Linked DNA regions of Sus scrofa: region 1 is linked to region 2. The links are chromatin contacts, called in public Hi-C maps. All regions are on one chromosome and are shown on one strand. The core of a region is the stretch at or near the end of the contact, and the rest is flanking DNA. Distances in the headings are between cores, read along the strand shown. Region 1 holds the start of FGGY (FGGY carbohydrate kinase domain-containing protein). Region 2 overlaps FGGY (FGGY carbohydrate kinase domain-containing protein).

The links. Hi-C and Micro-C count contacts between places; a contact is called where the count stands out from the background.
Region 1: a contact with region 2 is called in a Hi-C map of skeletal muscle, with 3 times the contacts expected there. The contact joins the promoter of FGGY here to the enhancer-like site in region 2. A contact is called at or near these places in 7 of 47 Hi-C or Micro-C datasets (alveolar macrophages, embryonic fibroblasts, fetal heart ventricle and 3 more) and 2 of 2 datasets of contacts at active chromatin or transcription factors (alveolar macrophages and skeletal muscle).

The regions. Positions count from the first base shown.
Region 1 is chr6:153,211,521-153,217,434 of Sscrofa11.1, reverse strand. It overlaps FGGY (FGGY carbohydrate kinase domain-containing protein), which reads left to right and starts at 4,256. Exons shown (of 16, transcript XM_021097811.1): 1 at 4,256-4,380. It overlaps LOC102165506 (a long non-coding RNA gene), which reads right to left and starts at 4,183. Exons shown (of 4, transcript XR_002345481.1): 1 at 4,013-4,183; 2 at 3,443-3,503.
Region 2 is chr6:153,123,116-153,129,605 of Sscrofa11.1, reverse strand. All of the region lies in intron 5 of FGGY (FGGY carbohydrate kinase domain-containing protein), which reads left to right. Among named protein-coding and RNA genes, the nearest start is that of FGGY, 87 kb to the left of the region's middle. Within about 2 kb of position 3,380, at least 40 of the 83 cell types and tissues checked have an H3K27ac peak or open chromatin away from gene starts, as enhancers often do. A contact at or near this core is called in skeletal muscle, where this site is marked.

The DNA.
Region 1 (5,914 bases), core at 3,007-5,506, 87 kb before region 2:
TGTCTGTACAATGGTCATCATAGCGGCCACTTTACAAGTTTACTGAAGACCTGAGACTACGTAAAGCATCTGGTTCCTCAGAATCACCAATCTAAGTTAGACCTCAATCTGCATCACGCTCCTTCTCGCATAGTATCTGATTTCCCTTCATACTGCAATTGCGTCCATTATATATTGGCAGGCTGATTTTCTGAATGTCTGTTCACGACTGTCAGTTTTACGACAACATGGACAATACCTGCTCTTCTCAACATCATCTCTTTAGTGCCTAGAATGGTAGGCACTCAAGAAATCTGTGAGTGAATACCTAAATGTCTGAATGAATAAATGAATTCATGAATAAATGGATAAGCATACTTATTTCTGTGCCATGACTCTTAAGAATCTCAGGGAAACTTCTCTCTGGTGAGGGGGACAGGTGTTAATGTAGGAAGAGCAGAGAATCAGAAAATGCAGTTAGAATATTGGAGGGCCTCCAGGGGCCACCAGGGAAAGCAGCAGGTCTCCTCTCTGCCTCCTGGTGCTGCATGGAACAGTCTCTGAGCAGGAAGGAAATTACACAAACTTCCAGTTCAGCTGGTTCCAGGGTTTCACAACCCAGCTCTTTCTTTCTCGCTCAAATCTGATGTGCTAATTCACTGGTGTAATGTCTGACCTGTCTACTGGACAATGACTCTGCGTGATCCCCATGCTGCCTTGCAATAACCCTGAGTGGACGTCTAGATTTTCCAATAAATTAGTCTTTGAATCCAATGCCACACAATAACACTTTATGGTGAGTTGGGGAGGAGGAGCAGGGATAAACAGATGCAATAAAACTACTAGGCATTTGATATGTTCTTGGAGTTCCACGATAGAGGTAAGGAGAGGGAACTGAAGGATACAAAGGAGGCTATCTGGCCCTGCCTAAGGTGAAACAGTGTAGTCACAGTTGGATAACATTTATAGCTTTCAAAATATAGGTGTTTTGTCTTTTTGGGTGTGTGTGTGTGTGTTCACTTATGGCACGTGGAGGTTCCCAGGCTAGGGGTCAAATGAGAGCTGTAGCCACTGGCTTATACCACAGCCACAGCAACACCAGATCGAGCCACATCTGCGACCCACACCACAGCTCATGGCAATGCCCGATCCTTAACCCACTGAGTGAGGTCAGGGATCAAACCCAAGTCCTCATGGATACTAGTCAGATTCATCTGCCACTGAACCATGATGGGAACTCCTCAAAATACAATTATGCATACCATATCATTTTAGTCTCCCTGTAGCCATGGAAAATGGAGGTATGGATAACATTTGCATTATTTGCTCCCGATATCTAGGAAAACCGAGGCATGAGGGATTGGTTCAGGATATAGATCTGGTTTGAGTCAGGCAGACATGAACTCACAGCCCGGATCTCGTGATTACCAGTTTAGGGATCTTTCTTTCTTCTGGACCTCACTGTCACACACTGGCCTTTATATTGTATTGATCAACAGGGTGAGGGTGCCTGCAATGTCACAACCCCCACCCCCCATCTTCTGTACTGTATTTGCCATGAACTTTTGTGATGGAATGTCAGAATCTAATAAATTACGGGATGGCCAGCCAAGGCCCACTGGGCTACAGGGGCCATTGCTTTTGTAAAGCTGTGTGAAACACAGTCACAACCACTCATTTCCTTTTATCTATGGCTGTTCTTGCCCTATCAAGGCAGAGGTGAATAGGTGCAACAGAAACTGTATGACTCACAAAGTCTAAAATATTTACTATTTGGTTCTAATACAAAAAGTTTGTCAGCTCCTAGAATAAATGAATGGAAAAGAAGCACATGGAAGAAAAATAGAGTCGTTCATTCACAATAGGCAGCGGGTAGAACTAAAAAAGAGAATGAGGATCAGCAAAAGAATCACGTCTCTGTCACTTGGTCGACTTTGAACAAGTCATTTATACTCTCTGGGTCTGTTTCTGTATCTATCCCCTTATAGAAGTACTGTAGGATTTCCATGAGGTAATGTGTATGTATCAGAAATAATGAGGTTTAGCCCCACGGGACAGAAAACACAAACTTAGTGTGTTGCACAAGACCGCTATTTCTTTCTTAAGATGTGGAAGTGGGCAGTGGTGTTGGTTTGGTGCTTCCTGGTGTTAGGAACTCGAGCCCATGCACCTTGGGTGTTTCTCTGTGGTTTTCATTTCTGAAACTCTTTCATGGCCCAAGATGGCTGCTGGAGCTCCAGCCACTTCTCTATTATTGCTATTACTACTACTGATAGCATGATAATAAGAGGAAACAAACCAAAATCAAATACAAACATATATATATATATACACATATATAAAGATCAGGCAGCGAATCCACATTAATTCAAGTCTAGCCAAGATGAGATCTCCTGCCATATTTCCTGAGGCAACCACTATATTTCATTTATTCTATTCCTGAGGTACACACTGAGGACGCTCTGGAAGCCATGTCTCGCATGTGTTCAGTACCTAACACTTTACAAAGTATTTCCATATTTATTACCTCATTTGCTCTTCAATACTCTGTAAAGGTAAGATTGGTAGGTCTTAATATTATTAAGACCTTTGTATACTATGATTCACACAGGTGCCGAGTAACCAGATCCCAGTATATCTCACATTCCCAAAGAGTCCGTAGTTAGGTTTTCGGGTATCTGCTGGAACCGAAGGGGAACGATCATGGTGTAGAAGAAAAATGACCCTGTAGGGGAGCAAAACTTGCCACCCCAAAATGTCTCTTTGGCATGAGAATTATTTTGAGCTGAAAACAATCATAGTCCAAAAGACTCAGGCAGAAACTGTGATGTTCCCCTTAGCTGCTTAAAGAATAGTTAGAAGACCTCTTCCAGGAAGAGTTATCATCATAGATAACTGCAGTATGAACTAGGTGTGGTAGCCTGGGAGGAACCTAAGGTCTTCTTTTGTTTGTTTTTAATTCTTCTTCGTGTCCCACTATCTCTGCTTGACTCAACAAACATCTGTTTACCAAAATTTGCTTTTCCATCTCTATGTGAATTGCCTTCCTCCTCTTTGAAGACCCAAACCACTATCCCTAACCTCCTTCTTTTGTCTTTAGCTGAAGATGGTTTTACGGAGAGACTCTGTTTTTCTAGGTTTCTCCTATGTATACAAGTTATTAAACATTATTTGATTTTCTCCCATTAACATGTCTTAACATGAATCAACATGTCAATTCAATTCTTAGACCAGCCAGAAAAACCTACAAGGATAGAGGAAACTTTCTTTCTCTGGCAACCCCAAACTAGGACTTCTAGCAGATGCAATTAATCATGTGGCCCTGGCCTCAATGAGCCAGAATCCTCACCTGTAAGACCAGGATAAAAGCACGCATTTGGGGTTGTTATGAGGAAAGTAGAGTGACTTTCATGCACATGGCATAGAGTCCCGTTCAGTGAAATCAGTTATTACCTAGGCTTACCTCTCATAACCGATGTGTCCTTTGAAAACCACTTCCTTTTACTGCACCTCAGTCTCCTTTTCTAGGAAAATAAAGAGTTTGGATTTGTTAAACTATCTTCCATATCTCAGTCCCATCAGCCTAGGAACCTGCCTTTTTAAAAGATCTGGCTCAGCTCAGCTCACGTTGGAATCTACTTTCCTTTTACTGTGTATCACAAAACAAGCTAAAAAACGTGTCTGACGCTCTGCATCTGTAGAGCGTCAAAACAGGGACAAACGATACCTAGCTTACTGGAAACATAAAGACGTGAAGATTACGTGAGATAGAGTGTCCGGGACCCATCAGCTTGTAACTGCCTTGAAGGCTGGGACCCATCTGTTTTGCAGATTTACAAGCCTGACACCTCTTCAGAGGGTTGGGTCACAAAACTAGATGAATAAATTCACGTGAAGTATCAGGAGCAAGACCTGGCACAAAGTAAGCATTCAATAAATATTATTAATTATTTTAACACCTGTCTGCAAGAGTTCGGGTACTCAGTATATGGTTGAGAAGTTAACATGATACACATTGGACACACACACCCACCAGAGGCTGCTGAGAGTTTGCGTGGGCGAGTTCTTGGAGAAGAGCCCCCAGAGCAGGACACTGAGAGGGCAGCGGCCACTTTGGGCCTTTGAAAATCCGGGAAAGCGGGAAGATCCGGGCGGAGGCTGCGGACCTAGCTCCCAGCCGACGCAGCACAGCACGAGGCGACGGCGGGCAGGCACCGACCAATCCGGGGCCTGGTTCAAAGAGCCAATCGGGGCGCGCTTTACAGGGGCCGCGGCCTTAGGGGGCGGGGCAGGGGGAGGGGCCACAGCCGCCTCCCGGACCGCCCAGCCCAGGCGCGGTGCGGCTCGGTGCGGTAAGCTGCAGAGCCCTGTTAACTAAAAATGTAATTTCAGATTGGACAAGTAAGTGATCCTCCTCTCGGTCCCACGTGTGCATCAGGGGCTTTAGCGGTTGCTCAGGCTCACAGCGAGCCGGTTCTCTAGCCTGAGAGCGCTGGGCCGAAGCCTCCCTCCCTTTTCCCGCAGCCGGCGCCTCCTCTTCCTCCTCTGGCCGCTTAAGTCTTAGTGCTGGTCGTGCTTTGGCTCTTGTTGAGTCCCCAGTGTCCACTCCTTGGTGAGGCGTCAGGCCACTCAAGAGAAGGGTCAGCCTTGACTGCACCCTCAACACTGCCTAGGAGCTTTCTGAAACCTGGGGTCCTTTGCCCTCACTGTCCAGTTAACTAGGTTAATTTCCTATCTTTATCACACCTCTCCCCACCCCCCACATCTTATTTTAGAATGTTTCCCTAGGCATTTTTGAGCCTTTTAATCCCAGGCTGGCCACCTAAAGCCTTTTAAGGCTAGTGCTGCTTGTGATTATGTTTGAGGTGCAGTTTAATTTAGATGGTGTAATGCTCTTTGTCTATAGTTAAACTGCATAGGAAAGGCCTAGAGGTATCTTTCCATTTTTATTAATTTCCTTTTTTTTTTTAAGGATGAACAACATGCAAAATGGGGCATTTCCCTAATCATTGGCTATTTTCCACTAAAGCACTTCTCATGTTGTAACTAATTTCGTTTGTAAAGAGTCAAGTCATTTTCAAGATCTGGGAAAGCAGTCATCCTTAGGTTAATTTTTAAAGTGATATCAGAAGGAAGTGATTATGCTTTTGAATCCATAAGAAAGAAGGCAAGCTTTCTCTTAGTTCCTGGCTGTTAGACGGTAGTTTTGCTTTGTTTTGTTTTGCTTGCTTTTCTCTTCTTTGCTGTGATCCACCTTCTATCCTGAAATTGTGCTTTGTAAGTTGCCAGCTGGGTCTTCCAGCCTGCTGACTGCCTCCTGGTCTTCTGGGAGTCTCCTGTTAATTAGGCCCTGTGCTTGGCTTTTGACCTAGTGGCCACAGGCCTGGCTCTTGGAGGGGCCAGCTGAGGAGGCCCAGCGAACTCTTGTTAAGGATGATTAAGGAACCAGAGAGGCTGAGAGGGCCTGGAGATTGATTTTGAGGGGGAGGGAGATTGGGAGCCTCCCTGATGGATTTGGAAGTTTTGGGAGAAGGGAATAACCCAGAGAGTGGAGATCTGTGTCTTTCTGGATGAAACTGAGAAGTTTACTGGGAGGAGACTGGGCCTTTTTCCAAGCTGTGTTAATTTTTTCTGTGGGCCTTGTCTTTTCCTGGAATCTGGTTCCCTTTCCCTAACCTTTCACTTAGTTCAAATCACAGTCAATTACCAGATGGTTTTGAAAACAATTTGAGGTAATGAATCTTACCCTTAAACTCCCAGTCAGAGTGGGACCATCGCCGTGCCCCCCACCCCCAGCCCCAACCAAAAGGATTTGAAATAATTATTTTACCAGAATGTTCTACAGAGATCAGGGAGTTCCCATAGTAGCGCAGCAGAAACCAATCCGACTAGGAACCATGAGGTCGTGGGTTCGAACTCTGGCCTCTCTCAGTGG
Region 2 (6,490 bases), core at 2,131-4,630:
AGTACAGAATAGTGCATGGGAAATGCTACTTCCATTTCTCTTTCCCTGCAGTCTTTATTTTTTTAGTCTTAGTTATAAATGTAACGGTGAAGCTAAATTCACTTGCACGTGGGGTGTGGATGGCAGTCCATTTAGAAACGAGATAATATGTTTGACACCCTCTCTCCCCCATTTGGGATTTTTTGGGGTGGTTGTTTTTTGTCTTGCCTTTTGGTGGATGTGATCAGGGTTCCATGAGTCACAGAATATAAGTTTCACCCGAGGTCTCAGAGCTATTGTGGGCATGAAGAAATGAGCAGGTGCCAAGAGATCACTGGTTGTCAGTATTCAGAGGCTAAAAGAGGGGGGCAGGAGAGAACGGAGTATGTCAGGCTGTCAGGGCGGGAGGGGAAAAACGAGCTGTTCAGGTTCGTGGCTTCTCATCCACACCTATCAGAAGTACCAGAGTGACAGACTAGGAATCTGCTGCTGCCCTGCATGAACACTGATGCTTACTATGGGGTCAGTGACCATCCCTCTTTATCTGCCACAATGAGGCAAACTCTGGGGAAGATTGAGCTGTCTTCTTTCACTTTTCATTGGTAAAGCAGATATGGATGGAAAAGGTTAAGAATTCCCACCTTGGAGTTCCCGTCGTGGCACAGTGTTTAATGAATCCGACTAGGAACCATGAGGTTGTGGGTTCGATCCCTGCCTTTGCTCAGTGGGTTAACGATCCGGCATTGCCGTGAGCTGTGGTGTAGGACGCAGATGTGGCTCGGATCCCGCATTGCTGTGGCTCTGGCTTGGGCTGGCAGCTACAGCTCAGATTAGACCCCTAGCCCGGGAACCTCCATATGCCGCGGGAGCAGCCCAAGAAATGGCAAAAAGACAAAAAAAAAAAAAAAAAAGAAAAAGAATTCCCACCTTTGTCCTTTGGGACAAAGGAGGTAAAAGTGTGTGACCTTGGATCGATATGATATGCACCCTTCATTAAGTGGTTCTGAATTTGCTAGTTTCCATAATTTTATAAAAAAAAGAAAATCCTGTTTTTTAGTGAGAACTTGCTGTGTATCAGGCACTGTTCTAGGTCATTAAATATATTGTTTATATGTATATATAAACAATTTAACAATGTTTTGTTAGTTTTAGGTATATAACACAGTGATTCAGTCATAATATTCTTTTCCCTTACGGGTTATTAGAAAATACTGAATATAGTTCCTTGTGCTATACAGTTATACAGTTGGTCCTTGTTGGTTATCTATTTTATATATTGGAGTGCATATAGGCTAATCCCAAACTCCTAATTTATCCCTTCCCCTTCCTTTTCCCCTTTGGTAACCGTAAGTTTGTTTTCTGTCTGTGGGTCTCTTTCTGTTTTGTAAATAAGTCCATTTGTAGAATATTTTAGATTCCACATGTAAGTAGTATCATGTGATAAATGTCTTTCTTTGTCTGGCTTATTCACTTAGTATAATAATTTCTAGGCCCATTTATGTTGCTACAAATGGCATTATTTCATTATATTTTAGGCTGTGTAATAATCCATCATGTGCATATGTATATATATAAATATTTGTCTTTTTAGGGCCACATTTGTGGCATACATATTTTATAAAATATATGTGCACACACACACACATATATACACATAGACACACACGCCACATCTTCTTTATCCATTCATCTGTCTTTTTCAGCTCTTTGGTATAGATCTAGATGTGAGTTCCATACCCTTGAAAGTCATACAGCCAGTAGGACTGTAATTTTTCAACTGAGTAGCTGTATAGCATTTCCTTTGCTTACCAGTTTTCTCTGAGACCTTGAATTTCTTTTAGAATCTAGTCTTGTTTGCTCTTTAATATGGTAAAAGTGGAGCAATCTCAGGCTGGGAGTCCTCATTTACAAATAGTATGACAGTATATTCTTTGCTGAAATAACATTTTTGACTGCACCCATGGCATGTTCCCAGGCCAGGGATTGAACCTGTGTCACAGCAGTAAACAGAGCCAAAGCAGTGACAACACCAGATCCTTAAACCTCAGAACTATCAGGGAACTCCTGCTGAAAATGTTTTGAAACTGTAAAAATGCTCAAGAATAGAGATCACGTTTTCCAGGTGCTATTACAGAATCCCGGAAGGTTCTTGCTGTGAGGGTGAAACTGCTAAGTGAAGTAGGGGTTAGGTTTTAAGGGGACCATATCCAAGTCATATATTGTTTAGAGTTCTTTTCTCTGACCCCGGAAGGCCTTCCTTGGGAGGGACAGGACATTTTGGTCTTGGTGGCCTCTTAAATCAGTTTGCTATCCTGGATGGCTGCCACTGTAGGTGAACTCTTGTGAACTTTTGGATATGCTGTACTTGTGTGATTCTAGGTAGCCTCTGAGTTTCAGTCTGATTAACGGTGTCAATATTCAGTCTTGGATACTGTAAGAACTCTGTGGCCTTGATGGTGAGGCCTTAGGACACATAGCATAAAATACACCTGGTGGCATGGTTTGAAACTTGGAAGAAATATCTGGTCCAGCCAGGTAACCCTGGGCCCTTGGTGCTCAGTTTGTCTGCAGAGTGTGGTGGCTGGATTAGGTGATCCATTTAGCCCCTCCCTGGACTGAACCTCTGAGTCCAAAAGTAATGGTGTCGACCAAAGTCTCCCTTTGACTTCTTTCTTAAAGCTCAGGTTATTGGAAGAAGTATTATAAAAGCCTGACATTAAATTCAACCCTTTGGGATATAATTTAGTGTCAGAATGCTGTATCCTTGTCTTCTTTTTTCACCTCTTCTAGTTAGTTTATTATTTTTTAAATACACCTTCTTTTTTTCTTGTTTTCTTCATTTTTCTTCCTTGCTCTAAATTATAGTCAAGGGCCTTTGAAGAGAATTCTTAAATGTTATTAAGAAATTGCAGTCAGGGAGCCCTTTGTTCCCAAGTCATTTAGAAGATTGCTTTTCCTTTTGTTAAATATGAAACATTGTCAACCTGCATTGTTAAAATGTGCCAAAAACTGCATTCACCACTAAAAAGTGTCAGCTCTCATTATTGCCCAGATATTATTCTTTTCAAAAGCTGAGCACTCTCCCCGGGCTTTCTAAACAATCTTCAGCTCATTCATCTTTCTGGTTTCGTTACGTTTTTGAACCTCTCTCAGTCCTACCTAGAGTGGCAGCCTGTCTTTTAAAAATTAATGGGTTCCAAATGCCAGTCAAACCTATTTCCGCCCTCAACCTCCTGCTCCCCTCTCCGGCCCTGCCTGTTAGGAGTCTTATACTCTGTATAAATATTGAGCTGCAGATAGTTTCTAAAGAGGTGTTTGGACTTTTAATTAACACTGACAGCCTGTCTGCCTGGGATTTTGCTCTGCTGTCTCCATGGAAAAGTCAGGCAGGTCATATGGAGAGGAGCGGGGCTCCGCAGTGGATATGTTCCTGGCGGCTGGCCCTAGAGACACTGAACTCCGAGCCAACCATGAAGTCATTTTGAATTTAAGGAGTCTTGCTAATCCAAGGCAATGTGTCTTAATTTGACAAAGTAAAGACTGCCCGATAAGCAACCCTAACTACAAGTTCTGTGAAACTGGGGGTGTTTGTAAGTTTAGATTGTGCTAGAGAAACGTGGTGATGTGGAAGAATGGGCTCGTTTTCTTCTGTTTACTCCCTTTCCCATCCCATCCCCCCCCTCCCCCCCCCCGACTTTGGCCCAGTTCAGCCCTGCAGTCTGGCCTCTGCAGTGGCTTGATATGAAATTTGAGAAACATATGTAGTTTTCTATTTCAGGAAAATGATCTCAGGGATTGAATGTGTTTTTTTGTCGGCTGTTAAGCTCTGATCTTGCCCAGTGTGGTTTTTTGATGATGGGAAAGAGGCTTCGAAGTGCTTTTTATCAGAATTCCTTGTAATAAACCTTAGGGCTTTTTTTTTTTTTTTTCGTTAGGCCCCCACCCCCTCCCTGGCCCTCAGCACAATGTCATCTATTCTGTCAGAAGTGGGAAGAAGTGCACGTTGTTCATGTTACAATCAGTTCATTGCTGCGGGCAGGCACATACACAAAAATGGCCGCTGTGTCCACCCTTCACAAAAGCTGTTTTAAATGTAGTTCAGTGGAGGGCCAGGGGTCTGCATACTGTTGCCCATAAAGGAAAAGGGAACCATGGAGGAGAAGTCGGCCTTTGTTTTGCCTTGGAAGGGCCAGTATTCTTCTTTGTTCTTGAGGTGAGAGCCAACAATGGGCCCAGTGCCCTGTAAAACCAAACTTCATTGATCCAGGCATGCAGAGGATGTGTGGACCAGCATGGCTGGGCCTGATGAGAGCAGAGCCGAGAGAGGGGTGAGGTGAAGTGCTGGCCGGGAGATGGGGAGGTGGGAGGCCGACTCGATTATTTTCATTTGGGTCTGACCTGCCCCGTGTCCGAGGAGGAGGCATGGCTCCAGCCCATCAAGGAGCATCTCTGTCATGGTAGAGAAGGGTTCCCTGCTTATTCACCAGATGCAGGCCTCTTGAGGACAGTTGCATGTCCACGTTCATCTTTGCTTCCAGGGGGTACTTGCTGAATGAATAAGAGAATGATGTGCTCCAGCGGAGATCTCTACAGAATACGCTGAAAGCATAGACAAAGGACCGACCTACCCATCCCAAGAGTTGGGCAAAAAGGGGGAGAAAGCACAGAAAGGTGTACCCAGAGGAAAGGGAGCTGGCATTCCTGGGCAGCATGCCCGTTATCCGATTTGATCCTTGTATCATTTTAACAGATGAGGAAACCAAGACAGGGGACACGTTCATCATCACACAGCCATGAAGGAGCAGAGGCTGGATCTGAAACTAGGTCTGCATGGCTCCTAAGCGATGTCATTTGGTGTGGCTCAATCTTCCAGCAAGGGAGGAAGGATGGAAATCCTGGTTCCTCTCACACTGCATTTGTCTCCACCACTTGTTTGGTTTGCAGTGAAAAGCCCCCCTCCCTCTGGCCCTGAGATCTGGGCTTTGTCGAAATGGTTTGGGAAAATTTAAGAGACTTTTGGGCAGTGGTGGAGATGGGCTTCCCCTGAAGGAAATGCATTGAAATTGAAGCTTTGGGGACCTCGGATTGCATGGGCCCCATGAGTGCAGGTAGCTGTTGGGAGTCGTAGAATGTTCTGGGTGGGGAGGGGTTGCAGTCAGGAAGGACTTCTGTGTAGGCATTTCTCATCTCAGGAAAAGGGAATCTAAATGCCCTAGGTTCCACTTATTTTAGTTTTTTTTTTTCCTCATTGTAAACCTTCATTATGGTACCTGATTTTATATTCATAATTTTGTATTCCTTTCTTTGAGTTCCCCATGTAAAAGCTTCAGGCCCTTTAAGATGGGGATTTGTCCCAGGAAGTGACATGAGAGCACCTTGCACGGAGGAGGGAACTCAAAGTAGCCGTTGAGTTTGGGCTCTGGGGTGGCACGCCAGCCCTGGGACTTAATCGTGTGACCAGGAGCAAGTCTCTTACATCTTTTGCACGTTGTTTCCCTCATTGTACTCTATGGGCTTGCTGTGGGGATTGAAAGAGTTCACATGGATAGAGCTTATAGGCCAGCGTGCTGAGGACTCGGGAGATGTCAGCTGCCCTCGCGGCTCTTGCTGTTATTTGTTACTGGTACCTGAGACCCACATAGATGGTGCCAAATACCAGTGCCTGCCATTAAAACATTGACCTTCTGAGGGGGATAGTGCAAGGACAACTTTAGACTTACATTAAAAAGCCCACAGACGGTCCCGTTATGCATCCATCTCCTTAGCGTCTTTGGCCATCCTTCAAACGGCTTCAAATAGACTTTGTTAATTGGAAAACTGGTGCTATTTTCACAGAACTGAGAAGTGAGCTGTCTTTATTTCCTGCCAGTGTTCATCATACACCAACATTCCAGCCCCGTCAGCCGTCTCACACATCCTGGGGCCCTTTCATGTCTTCTTGCTTTTGCACATACCGTTCCCTCTCCAGAACGGCATCTGCCTGCTTTTATCCTGGCTGAGCTGTTACTCATCCTTCAGGACCCGTCTTAAATGTCCTGTTGTTTGTGGAGCCCTTCAGACTCCCCCAGGGCAGTTAGGCCCTCCCTTTTCATTGTTCCTCTAGGTTTTTTTTGTTTTGTTTTGTTTTTTGTTTTTTCCCTTTGAAACTACTTTTCTGGTTGTACTGTAATTATTTCTGGGCACATGTTTTTCTTCTACTAGCTTAGGAACCCTTTGGATGAAGAAACCACAGTTTACCTTTGCAGCGTGCAGATGCATATTAGGTGCAGAGAAATTCGGGGGGGGGTGTTGATTGGAAAGGGTTTTTCTTTTTATATCATCATAGTGTGTCATTTTTACAAATGAGGAAGCCGAGGCTCAGAGAGGTCAAGGTACAAGTTCAAGATCACACAGCCACTAAGGAGCAGAGGCTGGATCTGAACCTCGGTCTGCATGGCTCCAAAGTGATGCCCCTTGCTGTGGCCCAACTTTCTAGCAGGGGAGAAAGGATGGAAACGCTGGTTCCTCTCAA